2 separate regions of the Bos taurus genome follow, and region 2 is linked to region 1. A link is a contact called in public Hi-C data. All regions are on one chromosome and are shown on one strand. Each heading gives the region's core, a stretch centred on a gene start, on an enhancer-like site or on the middle of the called end of the contact. The rest is flanking DNA. Distances are from core to core; before and after follow the strand shown. Region 1 overlaps HES1 (hes family bHLH transcription factor 1). Region 2 has its middle 150 kb from the start of OPA1.

The links. Hi-C and Micro-C count contacts between places; a contact is called where the count stands out from the background.
Region 2: a contact with region 1 is called in a Hi-C map of skin fibroblasts, with 11 times the contacts expected there. The contact joins two enhancer-like sites. A contact is called at or near these places in 4 of 11 Hi-C or Micro-C datasets (liver, skeletal muscle and skin fibroblasts).

Annotation. Positions count from the first base shown.
Region 1 is chr1:73,355,932-73,363,450 of ARS-UCD2.0, forward strand. HES1 (hes family bHLH transcription factor 1) reads right to left here. Exons shown (of 4, transcript NM_001034678.1): 4 at 6,843-7,519. The coding sequence ends at 7,215. Among named protein-coding and RNA genes, the nearest start is that of HES1, 5.6 kb to the right of the region's middle. Within about 2 kb of position 3,795, at least 83 of the 102 cell types and tissues checked have an H3K27ac peak or open chromatin away from gene starts, as enhancers often do. A contact at or near this core is called in skeletal muscle and skin fibroblasts, where this site is marked.
Region 2 is chr1:73,704,480-73,711,998 of ARS-UCD2.0, forward strand. No RefSeq gene overlaps it. Among named protein-coding and RNA genes, the nearest start is that of OPA1, 150 kb to the right of the region's middle. Within about 2 kb of position 4,367, at least 19 of the 102 cell types and tissues checked have an H3K27ac peak or open chromatin away from gene starts, as enhancers often do. A contact at or near this core is called in skeletal muscle and skin fibroblasts, where this site is marked.

The sequences.
Region 1 (7,519 bases), core at 2,545-5,044:
ACGGTTGGAGGGAGGCAAAACTGAAGGTGAAGAAACCAGTCTGAAGGAGATAAAAGCAACGAAACTCCTGCACAAAGGCAATGACCGAGGGGAAGCCTTATGGTTCCTCGTGCCCCATGGGAGGCAGGGAGGAGACTGGTGGTGGGGTTGAGGAAGACACACTGACTGGGAAAATAGAGGCAGGACACCTCACGGGGTGGGGGCCTAAGGACTGTCACGTGGAGACGGCCCACAGGCAGCTGGGTCCACAATCTGGATCTCAGGGCAGAATCTGGGACTGAAGATACCAGATTTGATGGTCTTCATGCAGATGGCCAGTGGGTCTTCACGCTGTGGGTGATGAAGTGACAAGAGGAAAAGGGCATGGATAGATTTTTCAAGGACAGTGACTTTAATGGGTGGGTCAAGGGGGAAAAGTCCCATGGTGGATGTTGAGAAGTCATCAGAGAGGCTGAAGGAAGTCAGGAGAAACATGTGCCACAGGGGTGTAGGAAGGAGGGAATTTCATGATGGAGTCTGCACATACTCTGAACCTCACAAGTGTTGATGAGGAGAGAACAAAAGAGGGACCTTCTGATTTGTTCACTGAGGGAAGGGCACTCAGGAGTCTGGCTGCACAGGTAACAGGGAGAGAGAAAGGAGGCAGGGGGCTACTAGCTAGATTCTAGGACCCTCGGTGAAAAGGGAGGCAAGCAGCCCAAGGTGGAGAGAGGGTGCAGGGTGGGGGAAGTTGGCTCTGAAAGATGGTAGAAAAATAAATGTATTTATATACAGCAGGGAAAAGTAAAAATGAGGTTGAAAATTTAGGAATAAGAGCTGATGTTCTGTGGACCACCTCCCTGGTGAAGTGGAAAAGGATCCACAGTCCCTGTGAAAGAAGGGAAGGATGGAGCCAAGTGAAGGTAAGCCTAAGGGGAGAAGGCAGGACCTGCCAGAAGGAGAGCCATCAGGACCAGAGGACTAAAGAGTGGGAGAGCCTATGGCACCTGAGGAAGGAAGAGCCAAGGGTGGGCAAGGTATGGGGGCAGAGCATAGGTCCTCACTTTCCAGCCCAGGGACCCATCCACATCCGTCATTCCCATACTGCTTCTCATTCTACTCACACCTGGAGTGGGCAAAGTGATGAGTCATCCATCCATTAGGCTCAAAAGAAAAGCAGAACCAGGCAATGGTGGCAGCAGGGGGTTCATTCAGACACTGCAGGTAGAGGGGCATTTATTTTAAAAAGAACAAGTTTCCAGAGAGAACAGTGGGAAGGCTGAGGAGGGACTTACTCAGAGGAGGGAAGCACAGAGCCAAGATCTGGACTCCCAGCTGGAGGCTTTACACTAAACATGCAAACTTGATGTATTAAAAATGTTTTCCAATTTTCCATCTCTTTTACCTGATGTTCTTTCTCAGGCCTTTATCAAGTGTACTAGAAAAGCTTTTGTATACACATATATAAATGTATGTAAAACATACATATTTTAGAAAACTTGAGAATTTTGGCCTAGTTGAAAAATTTATGTCATTTTGATTTCACATGTTTGACTTAGTATGAATAGAATGCTAGATTTCTAATTTAAAAAAATAGATACACAACAATTAACAGAGTTTTACTGTATAGCACAGGGAACTATAGTCAATATCTTATAATAACCTATAATGGAAAATAATATTAAAAATAATATATATGTATAACTGAATCACCTAGCTGTGCACCTCAAACATTGTAAGTCAACTTTCTTCAATAAAATATAGTATGCTAATAAAAAATTAAGTTGAATTCAACCCCATATCACGTTAGAGACTAGTTGCCATATCCCCAAATGATCAATTGCTCAAAATCCAGCTTCTATTTTTAAACTAGTGTATGCATGTAAATATGACTACAGCCTCAGATTTTTGATATAGAAGCTGTGTGAATATTTGAGGCAAGAATGACATTTCAAGTTATCCTTTATGAACTTCTCCCAGCATTAAAATGTCTCTTCTTTGGATGGATACTCCCTATTTTAAACTTAAAATGCAGTCTCAACGAGATCACAGTAAAGTAGGTTCTGAGTTCTCTAGATGATCATAGTTTATGCTCCTTTCCCATCGGCCCTTCCCCCCAACTCCAAAACAGGAAAACAAAAGTAAACCAAATGAGCCTACAGTTTCAGAGCTTTTTAGAGGCTTGTTCACCTCTATAAGGTAATAATGGCCAATTCCACAGTTACTTTGCTACATAGAGTTTCAAGGGAAATATCTATTTGATTCTGCAAGATTCTACAATATTTGTACGAAAATAATCATATGGGCCCTAATTATGGAAGAGACACAGGGAAGAATAACTCTGTGTTCGAGACTATTTGTTCTTCACAAATGTGGTGTATGGGAAGCCTTCCTTTAGGGTTTGTATCTCATCCCTGACCCTGAGTATCTGTTAGGTATTCGCTAAAATGAAAAAATTTTATTTCATTTTAAATAAAATTTAAAATTTTTGTCACACAGGATTCTGCTTCTGAAACCAATTTGATATGGCTTTTACCCTCTCCTGCCCCCTTAAGGAATAATATTCCTGTTCTACATTTTGATGCCTTATCGACACATTTTTATGGGAAAAGCTAATAGAAAAAAAAACTTCCCTGGTGGTTCAGATGGTAAAGAATCTGCCTGCAATGTAGAAGACCAGGGTTCAATCCCTGGGTCAGGAAGATCCCCTGGAGAAGGAAATGGCAACCCACTGCAGTATTCTTGCCTCAAGAATTCCATAGACAGAGGAGCCTGGTGGGCTACAGTCCATGGGGTCACAAAGAGTTGGACACCGATGAGCAACTAACACACATTGGGGGCTTATGTGCCAAGCACCACTCCAAATGTTTTGCCTGCATTTACTCATTTCATCCTCACAATCCTATGAGATATCACCTGGGGAGGTACAAATACCACCTTATGGTACAAAGAAGGTGCAGAGAAGTAATTTGCCTGGACTTACAACCTCAGCAACCTGAAGCCAGATCATGTGCTTTGGCTCTAGTTTTTGGCCTCCAAGCCAATTCATATACCTGAAAATTTCAATACAACCATGGCAAACTTCCTGGAATTCCCCCAACTGGACTTGCACATTTACCTCTGTCTGCGTTTCCCTTCCCATTCCCATCTCTTCTCTTCCTTGACCGCATGTGTCAGGTCTCCGCTTCAGGTGCCAACGCTCTGAAGACCTTACCTGGCTTACTCTCCAATCAGAATCCATCTCTTTGTTCTTAGGTGCCCTTTGTTGAAACTTTGCTGGCATGTCCCACATCAGGCCTGGGATGAATTACTTGGGTGTTTGTCTATCTCCCCAGCTAAACTGAGAGCTCTGGGAGGGCAGGGGGTGAGTGAGTCTTAATGTTATCTTTTTAGCGCTTGCAGGGGGCTTGCTGGGCACTCAGTAGGTGCTAGGGTTTTCGGAGATTAGAATCATTTGTTTTAAGGAGTCGCGAGATGCCGTCGGGCGGCTGTATCTTGTCTGGGACGACGGTGTGGGCTGAGCCGCCCTGGCCCGGCCGCTCTCCACGCCGGCCCCCACCCGCCCTGGCCTGGCTTGCCGCTTGGCAGGGCTCCGGCGGCCGCGAGGGCCTCTGCTGCCCCGACACTGGCCTCGGCCCAGTTTCCCGGCTTCTAAATGCGGCCCGGAGCTACCGGGGAAACTGGAAAAACACTGGCAGGCGGCCCCACCCCCGGGCCCGGCGGGTCGGGCGGCCGCGTTTCTGCGGCTAAGGGCCTGCTGCTTGGGAGGCGCTGGGGCCCCGGGCGGGGAAGCGGGGGAGGCGGCCGGGCGCGGGCGGCTGCCTGCCTGTCAGCGGGAGCGGGCGCGGGCTCGTGTGTCAGCGGCTCCCTCCTCCCTCTCCCCCCGCCACCGCCCGCCGGGCCTCCCGGCCTCCCGCCGCCGCCGCCGCCGCCCGCTCCCCCCGCGGCCTGGCAGGCTGCCGGCTGCACAGGCGGGGGTTCGCGCCGTTCTCACGACCTCTCAGGTTGCCTGAGCTCATCTGGGAGCTATTCATTTCCTGCCAGAAAGCAGCCGGGCCTGCTAAGCAAACCACCTTGGCCGCAGGGCCGCCGGGGCTGGCCCGGCGTGGCCGCCCCGGCCTGCTCCCCGCCCGGGCCGCGAGCCGCGGCGGCCTCCCTGGAACCCCCGGCGGCCCCGGCGGCCGCGCGGCGGGGGCAGCTTGGCCGCCCATCTGGTTGCACTTAGGAGCCGGGGAGGAAGCTAGCAGCGGGTTGTTACCGGCCAAGGGGTGTGGGAAAAGTTAATTGACTTTAATGACAGGTTTCCCGGGACGGCGGTGACGATGAGGGGGTCCAGCTTAACCCCTAGGTCCCCACTCCAGCAACACGTGGGATGGAATGGGGCGCGCGGAGGGGGCACTCCTCCCAGTCGCGGCAACTCGCTACTTAGAGAAGGATCCCGACTCTAGACCTAGGAGAGCCAACCACCCCCCGCCCCGCTTCCAGCTCAGCGCCTTTCCAGCTCCGGATGCTGCCGGGCACGGCGGGGGGCCCGAGCCCGGGAGGGTCTCCATTGAGAGGCTAATGCAAGCGGCGGCAAGGCCGGCAGCCCGCATCCGGACACGGAGATTGGAGCCGCGCCTTATCGGGAGCCACCGGCACCGCCCCGGGGCGGAGGAGAGGGGCTGCTGGGTGCGACTCAAGATTGTGTAATTAGTTCTGGCCCGAAGGATCCTGATGTGGGCTAAACTCAAGCTTCTCCTCTCCCCCAGCTAATTAATGCAGAAAGAGCCTGGGTGCAGGAGAGTACAGGGTCTTGGAAGTAAATACACTCTTTTCACGGACTTGGAAATGTCCTGGAGAAGGGAAATGACTCACCCAAAGAGATACAGTGAGGTTGACGGCAGAACCGGCATAAGAGCCTGAAAATCCCCACTGGGGCCAGGGTCCCCCTTTTCTTTTCGTTTTGTACGGAAATGCCTCATCTATTAGTTTAAACCCAAATTTCGGGGGAAAAAAAGACCACTTTCAAACTACAATTTTCAAACGAACAAATGTTTACGTCTTTTAACATTATCACTCCCCTCAATATCTGTGTACTTTTAATATTAATAAAAATCCCCTTTTTTCAGTTGTTCCCCTTCAGCACAGGGAAGATGAAGAGATTGAGTTTTGAGTTGATTTAATGATTGCACTGTGTGTGTGTCAATTTTTAAGAATATAAATGTATTTTTATAAAAATGAGATCCTGTTGTCTCTTATTTCTACCAGGACACTTCCGGTGGAGCCAGAGGACAGATTTACCAAGTGAAGCATTTGAGCTTCACTTGTGTCTTAAAAGAACAATTGTTATTATGTCTGTGTTTAAACAGGAGAGAAATGGCAGAAAAATGATATGATAAAGAAGGGTGTGTGTGTATGTCTATTTCTTTGGTGGGAAGGTATGTTGAGCACCTTTCACAGAGGCAAAATGAGGCAAGTAGGAGCCAAAATCTTTAAAATATTTTTTAAACCTTTCACTCTAGATCTGAAGCTGGATGGAAGGTATTTGAGTAGAAAACTGACTGCTGTCTGCTAGATCATTCCAGTGATAGAGCCGCTCTCCACACTGGCCTGTGGGAAAGGCCAGCCAGGCAGGGGAGAGGTAAAGCTTTTGAAATAAGACAGAAAATCGTTGGCTTTATCTTTGTTAGGAAAGCTTCAAAGATTGATCTCTCCCGCCTCATCCTTCTCCTCCCAGAAGCCCTTCTAAGAGAAAGGCGGGTGGGGGCTGTGAGAGCAGGCTAGCGGGAGGGGCCGGGCCGGGAGGAGGACTGGCCGGCGGTGCGGGAGGAGGGCGCGCCCGCCAGACCCACAGCGCGGCTGATGTGTCTGGTCTCGCAGGGCTCGTGGTTTTCATTTCCCCAACACCTGGATGCAGTCAAACACCTGGCCAAATCTGACAAAATCTGACAAGCCTTTGTGATGGGATTTGGAAGAAATTCCCTGCAGATCCTGGCACAGTTTAAAGCTGTCCGCTTTGAGTTAGGACTTGTTAAGGAGGGTTATGTGAGCTGAAACCCGAGACAACCCTTTTGCTTCTATCTGGAGCCCACATCTTGCCTGGAAATGGGGCATGACCAAGCAAAGGGGTCGCTTGCTGTTTGTATTAAAAGGGGAAGATGGCCTGTGTGCTTGCCAGGACGGCCTCCACATGCTTTCTCTATTAGAGCCAAGCACAGAAACTTATCAAAAACATATGTCCGGTGTTAATCATCTGGACTGGGGCTCCACTTGGGAGTCTAACTAGCTGTTCCTTGGCAGAAGGAATCTGTTGACCTTCTCAGCTTGCTTGAAGAGGGTGCAGAGAGGCATTTCAAACTTTTAGGTGCTGGTACAGAAAATGTCTAGCTGCAAGGATTGACTAATTAGAGAAAGACTCCAACACTTGAAGGCTGGAGCTGCAGCTATGAAGACTGTTTTTACTTGGATGCTGGTGAGATACCCTAGGGCACTAGTGCTGCAGGAGCCACCCTTAAATGTGCAGTGGGGACCTAGTACTGGGTTGATTAACTTCATGAATTCAGCCCCCTTCCATCTTCCTCAGGAGCCAGTATGAGAACCAGGACTGAATGACTTTAACCCACCTGCAACTAAAAAGGTTTTTGAAATCTTTTAAGAGACTGACCACAAATTGGCCAAGGAAGCCGTAACAGATGGGTTCTCACAAATTAAATGGAATTTAGCTCAAGGAGCCATGGTAAAACCCTTGATGGGTTTTTTAAATGTTCTTTTAATAACAAAAGGAGCCAATTCCTGAATTCTCAGATTATGTGTAATTCAAATTCTGCCAAGACCTTCATTTTTACATATTCTGAAATAATCAATTCTAAGACATAAGAGCCTTCACTCTTTTTACTTTTATTATATTTTCTCAAATAAACTTCCCAAAAGGAAGATATTTTAAGAGCATTTTCAAACATCTTTGGCATCACATAAAAAAGAAATCTCGTGTAAAAAACGAAATGTCATCTGAACTTTTATCATACAAAGGCGCAATCCAATATGAACATATAAAATATATACAAATATAGTGCATGGTCAGTCACTTAATACAGCTCTCTACAAAAAAGTAACTTTAGAAATTAAAAAAAAAAAAAAGTAACCACTTAATCTCAAAAGTCTTCCCTTCTCTCTCATGGTCCAAGTTCCTGTTTATCGTCGCGAGGGAAGAGAGATGGTTTGGGGAATTTAGGGAGAGCGGTGGCCTGAGCCCCTCAGTTCCGCCACGGTCTCCACATGGAGTCTGCCGTGAGAGAGGGGCCGCTGGAAGGTGACACTGCGTTGGGGCCCACCGAGGTCCCGCTGTTGCTGGTGTAGACTGGGATGACTGGGCCGCTGTGAGCGAAGGCCCCATTGGGGATGAGGAAGGCAAACTGGCCGTCCGGAGCCGGCACCACCTGGAAGCCGCCAAACACCTTAGCCGCCTCTCCAGCAGGGCTGCCCAGCTTGCAGGGCGCGCCGCCGGGAGGGGGCGCCGCACCCCCGGGGATCGGCACGAGCGGCGGCGGCGGCGCGAACG
Region 2 (7,519 bases), core at 3,117-5,616, 350 kb after region 1:
CTTCCCTGCAGGTGCTAGTGGCTTTGTCTTGGTCTTCCACTCCACCCAGGGAGGGAGAGGGGAGATCCCAAGCCCATATTTGGATATGCCCTCTATTCCAGGGAGAGAGTTCACTGCTTTCTTCCCAGATTTGTGCTGCTGGGAGCCAAAGCCACACATCAGCTCAAAACTCAAACCCTTACATGTTTAAATTTAGTATTTAAAATGGTATACAGAGAATGTATAGCCAGCAGAGACCGATTTGGCTCTGCAGCTAACTACTTAACTAGCTACTGCCTAGTTTTCTGGTCTCAGATGCTGCTGAAGGCTGGAAGAGGAGGCTTAGCCTGCGGCTGGTCTCCAGGCTCTGCTTCATGTGGTGGATGTGATTCCTCCACATCAGGAGACCAACAGGCCTTTCTCTCCACCTTGGACCTCTGCAAGGCCACTTTCCAGTGATGGAAAGGTCGTCGCTTACACTGGACCAAGATGTGAAGGAAGTAGAAAATTTGGGAGCAAGCTTCTTTAGGGACCCACTTTCTAAATCTCCTAGGAGGGGCTCCAACTCTTCACTATGGCCTCAATCATTATTCCTTTTGTATTTCAGCAGCCATCCATGGAACTCAGTAACTACACTGCCTGCTTGCGACAATAAACTGCATCCTCTTCATGGAGCACCATTTGAAGCAGGCTTCAGTTGTGGCCATCTTTGTTAGACATGGCCTAAGAACGCCTCTTCTGTCTTCCTGTCACCTTCTTCCATTCACTTCTCTCGTGAAGAGAGAAGACTTTAATCGTACAATTAAAATGGGGTTTGCCTTTAAGATGGCATTACCAGGAATGAACCTTGTTTAAAAGCCAGGACCACCTCTCTGGGAAGGCAAGGGAGAGAAATAATCAGCTTCAATTTGTGAAGAACCATTTATCATGAATGCTCTAAAACTATGTCTGTTTTAGATCTTTTCTCAAGTCTAACGAAGTTATCGCACACATATCATGGAAAGGTTCCTAGACTCCCAGGCTCGGCAGACAGCCCCCCAGAGGCCAGCTTTTCCATTTCTTAGAATAGACTTAAGCAAAGACAGAGTGTCATTGTTAGCACTTTGCTAGTTGTTTTGTTTTTTTTTTTTTTTAAATATATTTTTGTGCTGTTTCATGCTAGTGACTTAATACCTTGGAGCACTTAAAATCCTAACAGCAGGTCAAATTGTTACTGCTTTTCAGCCAGGGAAGCTAGAAGACAGGTTAAAAGAAATGATAAGGTGCATGCTCTGTCTTCAGCTCAAGGTGGAAGCAAAAAGTAGAGTCCCATGACTGCATCATACTGACAGCCTGACTCCATCCTTGCCTGTCTGTATATATTGAAGTTATTACTGAGAAAACTCTGCCAAGTCTCTCCCTTCTCTGGAGCTCAACTGTAAGACCTCCAAAGCCCTAAATCGGAGTAGCTGAAATGGAGCAGCAACTTGGTTTGAATAAATCATTTCAATCCCTAGATGATTTTCCTTATAAAGTAGGGGTCACATCCCCCAAAGATCAGTGCAAAGTCTCTTGAATGCCTGGAAAATGTACATGGAAAGCGTAAACAAGAGTGCATCTGCAGTAGAAATCTCTTAACATCTACATGGCACTAATTTGTTTAATAAGCGTTCACTGACGCTTTCATCTGTGCTGCATTTTAGGTGCACAAGACAAGGGTCCCAGGACTGACTCCTGGTGTCATGGAGCAGAAGAGGGTGGATTTAAGCCCCGGTCCTTAAACTGGAAAATATAAATGTTCAGGGAAAAGGAAAGGTGTGGAAGAGAGGATATAGTATCCTGAAAGTGTAAGTGTTATTCACTCAGTTGTTTCCGACTCTTTGTGACGCCATGGACTGTAGCCCGCCAGGCTCCTCTGTCCATGGGATTTCCTACGGACAGCAAGAATACTGGAGTGGGTATAGTGCCATTTCCTTCTCCAGGGGAGCTTCCCAACCCAGGGATCAAACCCAGGTCGCCTGCATTGCAGGCAGACTCTTTATTGTCTGAGCCACACTTGTCTTTTTTTTTAAAAAAAAAGGGAAAAATGAATATGAATATACACACACACATACTTACTTGTATTATAAGTGCAATGGATATAGCTGGTAACATTAGTTACTAGAGGAGAGGTAACAGATGGTGGGAATAAAGGGTAGGAGCAAGAATTTCCACTTCCTAGCTTTTGTACCTTTTGAATTTTAAACCATGAGAATGTACTATTTACAAAAGGATAAATCACATTGAATTAAAAACCTAGTGCTACCTATATTCCAAGTGGCAGGGTCGTGGCTCAAAGGCCTGGAGGGAGGGCACAGGCACTGTCTCGGCCAGCCTGGCTGGTGGTTGTGATGGCCCTGGACCTCAGTCTGGCACCTCTTGCTACCCTGTACCCTCCTGGGAGCCAAGGCCAGTGTTCAAGGCTCATGTTACTTCTTCAAGCAAAAGCAGAAGCTCCTCAGTTGTTGGCTGGCATGTAAAGCTTTTCAAGCCAAAAACAAGAATGCTTATGTCCTTGTCTGGGGACCCGGCTGTGAGGAATGCAGACCCAGCAGAGGACACCCCAGAAGTTGGCCTGGATGGACTGGGATGTATGTGCCAGGAGGGAAGGTTGAAGACATCAGCATGCAGCCTGGTAACTGGTAACAAGAGGGTGTGTGGAGCCAGGACCCCGTCTCCAGCTGCGTGAAGGGAAACCGGAAGCCAGGCAAGATGAAAGCTGACACAGATGTGTGTCCTGGGCAAGCTACACACCTCTCGGAGCTGTCTTCCCTATCCACAATAGGAAGACAGTAACACCTATAACAGCAGTACTCTTGGGGTTTTCCTGATCAGGACATAACGTATGCAGGATGTCTAACACTCAGTAAGAACTCTGCAGAGGCCTCTACACCTTGTCTCTACCACATGAATCACCCATCTAGGCAAGTAGATCTGTCCTGGGGCTCCAGTGGGCCAAAGCTGCAAGAAAATGGACTTGGGTTCCTAATATCAAAGACTTTCCTACAGATAAAACTGTTCCATGAGAGAGCAAATCTCTCACGACAGGCGGCTTGCCATGTGGTACTTCCTAGGAAGAAACCAGAGGCTCTGCCTTTACTGTCTCTATGCTCTCGAAGGACTTCCCAGGTGGCGCTAGTGGTAAAGAACCTGTGTGCCAATGCAGGAGACATAAGAGACTCAAGTTTGATCCCTGGGTAAGGAAGATCCCCTGGGGGAGGAAATGGCAACCCACTCCAGTATTCTTGCCTGGAGAAAATCCATGGACAGAGGAGCTGGTGGGCTGCAGTTGCATAGGGGTGCAAAAAGTCATGAAAGCACACACTCATGCTTCCAAAAGGAGGGGGATCAGAGCCCCCTGGGCCCTTCCTTGCCAGCTCCTCTCTGCTCCTTACCCTCCTCCAGCCAGCCTGCTCCCAGAAAGGTTCAATTAAGAAGGCATTTCCAGACCTCTCTGTGGCTGGCACCACCACATTTTTTGCATTCCCTCCTCCTCCACTGCTCCAGGAGAGGTGTGTGTGTGTGTGTGTGTGTGTGTATGTTTCACCTACATCTACATCAGGAGTCCTGTGACCCCACCTAAGAGGGATTCTTTCCTTCAACTTCACCATTCCAGCTGCTGGATATTCTCCAGGCTCTAGAGACAATTTTCTTCACTCTTCTCTGACTCTCCAGGACTTGTGAGCCAGCGCTGTTCTGGGCTCATGGGGATTCTGGGGTAAGTGGGGTCTGGCCCCTGGCCCAGGGTAACCACAGTCAAATGGGGGTACATACTTATGCAAGGAGCTCTCACCCTGGGAGAGGGATGATCCATGCCGCAAGGCTGGAGTGTCGGAGGCCCAGGGAGGCAGCTGGTGATTAATTCTGACCCCAGGCGCATGGTTCAGCGACAGCTTCAAGCAGTAGGTGAGGTTGAAACTGGGGTTCAGGGATGAGTCAGAGACTGGGAGTGGGAAGAATGCCCATGATTTCGAAGCTCTCGTTGGCTTCATTTTTGGTCTGTGAATCCTTTTGTTCTCTTGGTTTTCACACCAGTGAAAGCATTTTCCTTCCAGGGTGTGACCCGCCCTGGCTTCAGACACCCCTTTGGGTGGGGTCTTGCAGGAAGGACTGTCTGGCTGCCAGAGATGGACCAGATCCATCCCCGGCCCCTAGGAGACGCTGCCCCCCCCCCCACTCCCCTTTTCCTCTTTCCCCTCCAATGCCCCATCTGGGGAAACTTATCCAAGTTCCAAATAGTAAATTGAAGTCCTTGGCAGCCCTCCCACTGATGACTCCCAAATTATCCCTTTCCAAGGCTGCGGGTGGGGGAGGCCAGGAGTTCAGGCCTAGGATGTGTGGCCCTGTGGTCTGAGAGCTCCGGGTGCCATCTGCTGGTGGAAACCAGTAGACAGCTTGGAGTGGGAGGCAGGGGCCAGCAGGACTTTATCAGTGACAGGGAGAAGCCTGGTCTCGCATCTCTGACAGTGAAGGTAATTCACTGTCCCACCGACACTGGACAGAGCAAGGGGGAGAAAGGGTACATGTGTGTGTGTGTGTGTGTGTACACGTGTGTGTGCCCAGTTTGTGTGTGTGGATTCCTCCATCATCTTTCCCTGCAGCTGGGCTGGGGGTAATTTGGAAGGTGTGTTGGGATGGTGTGCATGCTTCTGTTATTGTCCCCTAGGGTGAGTCTACGAGTCTGTCTCCAGAGTAAAAAGACAGTAAATAAGAAGGTAATCAGGCCCAGATGTATCCCTCCAAGGGAAGTTTCCAGATGTCCTCTCATTAATCTCCAGCCCAAACGTGGGTAATGTGTGAGACTCTGTTGATTGCATTTTCAGTCAGGGAGAGTGAAACACACACAGTGCGATCAGGGCCCAGCACAAGAACACAGGTCTTTACAACAAACATCAAATGACCCGGCGATAAAGACCCTACAGGTCATTTAGTTCGGCCTCATCATTTTGCAGAGCAAGAGCCATGAATTCAATGACAGAAAAGCAAGAGACATCGCATTAGATTACCTTTAAAATCCCTCTCGGGCTTCCCAGGTGATGCCCAGTGCAGGAGACTTAATAGACATGGGTTCAATCCTTAGGTCGGAAAGATTCCCTGGAGGACATGGCAACCCACTCCAATATTCTTGCCTGGAGAATCCCATGGACAGAGGAGCCTGGTGGGCTATGGTCCATGGGTTCACAAAGAGTTGAACAGCATTGAAACAGTGCACCAAATCCTTCTTCACTCTGAGTTCTGGACAAATCCCCAGCCCATTGTGTGTGCCCAGAGGATCCCAGGCAGCTGCTCCCTGCCTTGCCCACCTTTGCCTCACCTCTTCTCTATTTATGTTCCTGAAGGAATTTCCTGGCTCATAAATCTTGAGAGATTTATTATTTCCTGCAGCATCCCTTCATTGGAAAATGTGGCTTTTCAGTTCAGACTCAGAACCAGACTGAGGCCACAGCTTTCAAGTGGGAGCAGAATCTCCCCTGAATGGTGGTGGGAAGGACACCAGCCCTCCGTCACCCCTGAGGGGCTACCACAGACACTCCTTACTTTTCTTGGCTCCCAGCTAAAGCTGCTGAAACAACCAGATCAGAAGGTTCTCTCTGCAGATTGTAAAATCCGCCAACAGGCCCAGAGAACTGAAGGGCTTCGTTCCTATGCTCACATCACCTGGACGGAGCGGGGGGTGGGGGGGGGGATATGTAGTCTTCCTATATTCTCTCCAAAACCATGGCCTCTGACTTTAGTTGCTCCATCATGAGCAAAACCTTCCTAAAACAGAGCTCAGCTCAAAATCCTGCAGGCCCATAGGATAAGTCCAAACACCTTTACAGACAGGGTCTTCGAACCATTCAAGACATGACCCCGACTTCCCTCCAACACGTGGCTCTCTTGTGGTGTTTCCCTGTGTGCACTGAGCTCCAGCCTCATCAGGGTCCCTTCCCTGTTTCTGGTCCCGCCCCCACCATGCTGTCCTGCAACAACGCCAGCCCCACCGTCACCCCTTGCTCCCTTCAACCTCATGCCCTTTCCTCTACCTCCAAGTGCTGAAATCTTTTCTGTTTTCCGAAAGTCTATCAAAGGTCACTTTCTCCTAGAAGACTTCAGGGATCTCCTCCCTCCAAAGTAGGCAGAATGTCATTTGGGTCTCCCAGTAGGTATTGGGTTTGTACCCTTTCAGGTTCTTGTAGGCTGCTTTATTCTGCCGTCTCTCATCCACATAATTACTCTTCTTCTTAGACTCTGAACATCTTGAGGGCAGGAGCAGCATCTTGTTTTTCTGCATGCCCCTCCCCACTCCTTCCCCCACTCCCCACGACCCAGTGCTGTTCCCACCAGTGAGGATATTCTTGGGGAAATTTATAAATGACATCAATATTTTTATTTTTCCAACCTCTCCTTCCCCTCCCCAAAGGACACGTTAGCCCGAAAGAGCAATGTACTTCAGAGGAAACAAACTTCTTACCACCATTATCCATCTCAGAAGAGAGGATGGCCCAAAGCCCTGGTGTGCAGACAGCAGCTGTACTGGGCGCCCCAGCCCTTGGTAAGCCTGCTCCAGACTCAAGATCTGCAGGCAAGCCTCGTTCCAGAGCCAAGGACCTCCACTGAGCAGGAAGTTCCCTGACCTCTCAGAATTTATCCCTGGAGAAGAAAGGAAAGATTCATCCCAGAAGGAAGTCTGCATGCATCAGTCAGTGTGGTGCATCCTCCATAGGCGCCTGGAGAGAAACGGTGTTTTAAGAGCCCAGGTCTAGAGACGGGAGTTGGGAGGCAGTACTAGCCTGGCTTTGATGTAACCAGATCTCAGACCTTAGGCAAGTTCCTCCTCATCTGTATAACGTGGGGGCCAGCCTGGATTATCTTTAATGCCTTTGCAAGACGGACACTCAGAAGTCATAAGGACACATACCAGACCAGTGGCCCTGCATTCAAAAACCTTCACACATTTTGTCTCCACAGTTAGAAGTCGTATAGGGACTTCCCTGGTGGTCCAGTTGTTCAGACTCCAAGTTTCCACTGCAGGAGGCATGGATTGGATTTGATCTCTGGTTGGGGAACTAAGATCCCACATGTTGCTCAGCGGGGCCAAATAATTTTTTTTTTTTAATGAAGTGGTGCCAGAATTGTGCTGATATCAAATAGTTTTGGTCATCCAAAGTTTTCATGAAGAGCCTCCAGCTAATAAATCATTTATTTCCTGATCTTTTGAGGTGATTGATGGTTGTCATTGTGTATGTGTGAAAGCTGAGATGGAAAAAGAACACATATATTCAGAGCCAAGATTTTATTTCCCTTAAATAATTTTTGTAATGTTTTTAAACTCTAAGAGTAATTTAAATTCATTGTGAGTAAATATTGAAAATGTAGGAAAGTGTAAAGAAGAAAACAAAAATTCCCTAGAATCCTATCCCCCAAGGATCTCTATGAACCTATTGGTATAGATCCTTCCAGATCTTTGTCTAAACATATGTATGGACATATTTTTGCAAAACTGGTATCATATGAGAAATCCTGTTTAGAAACCTTAGAT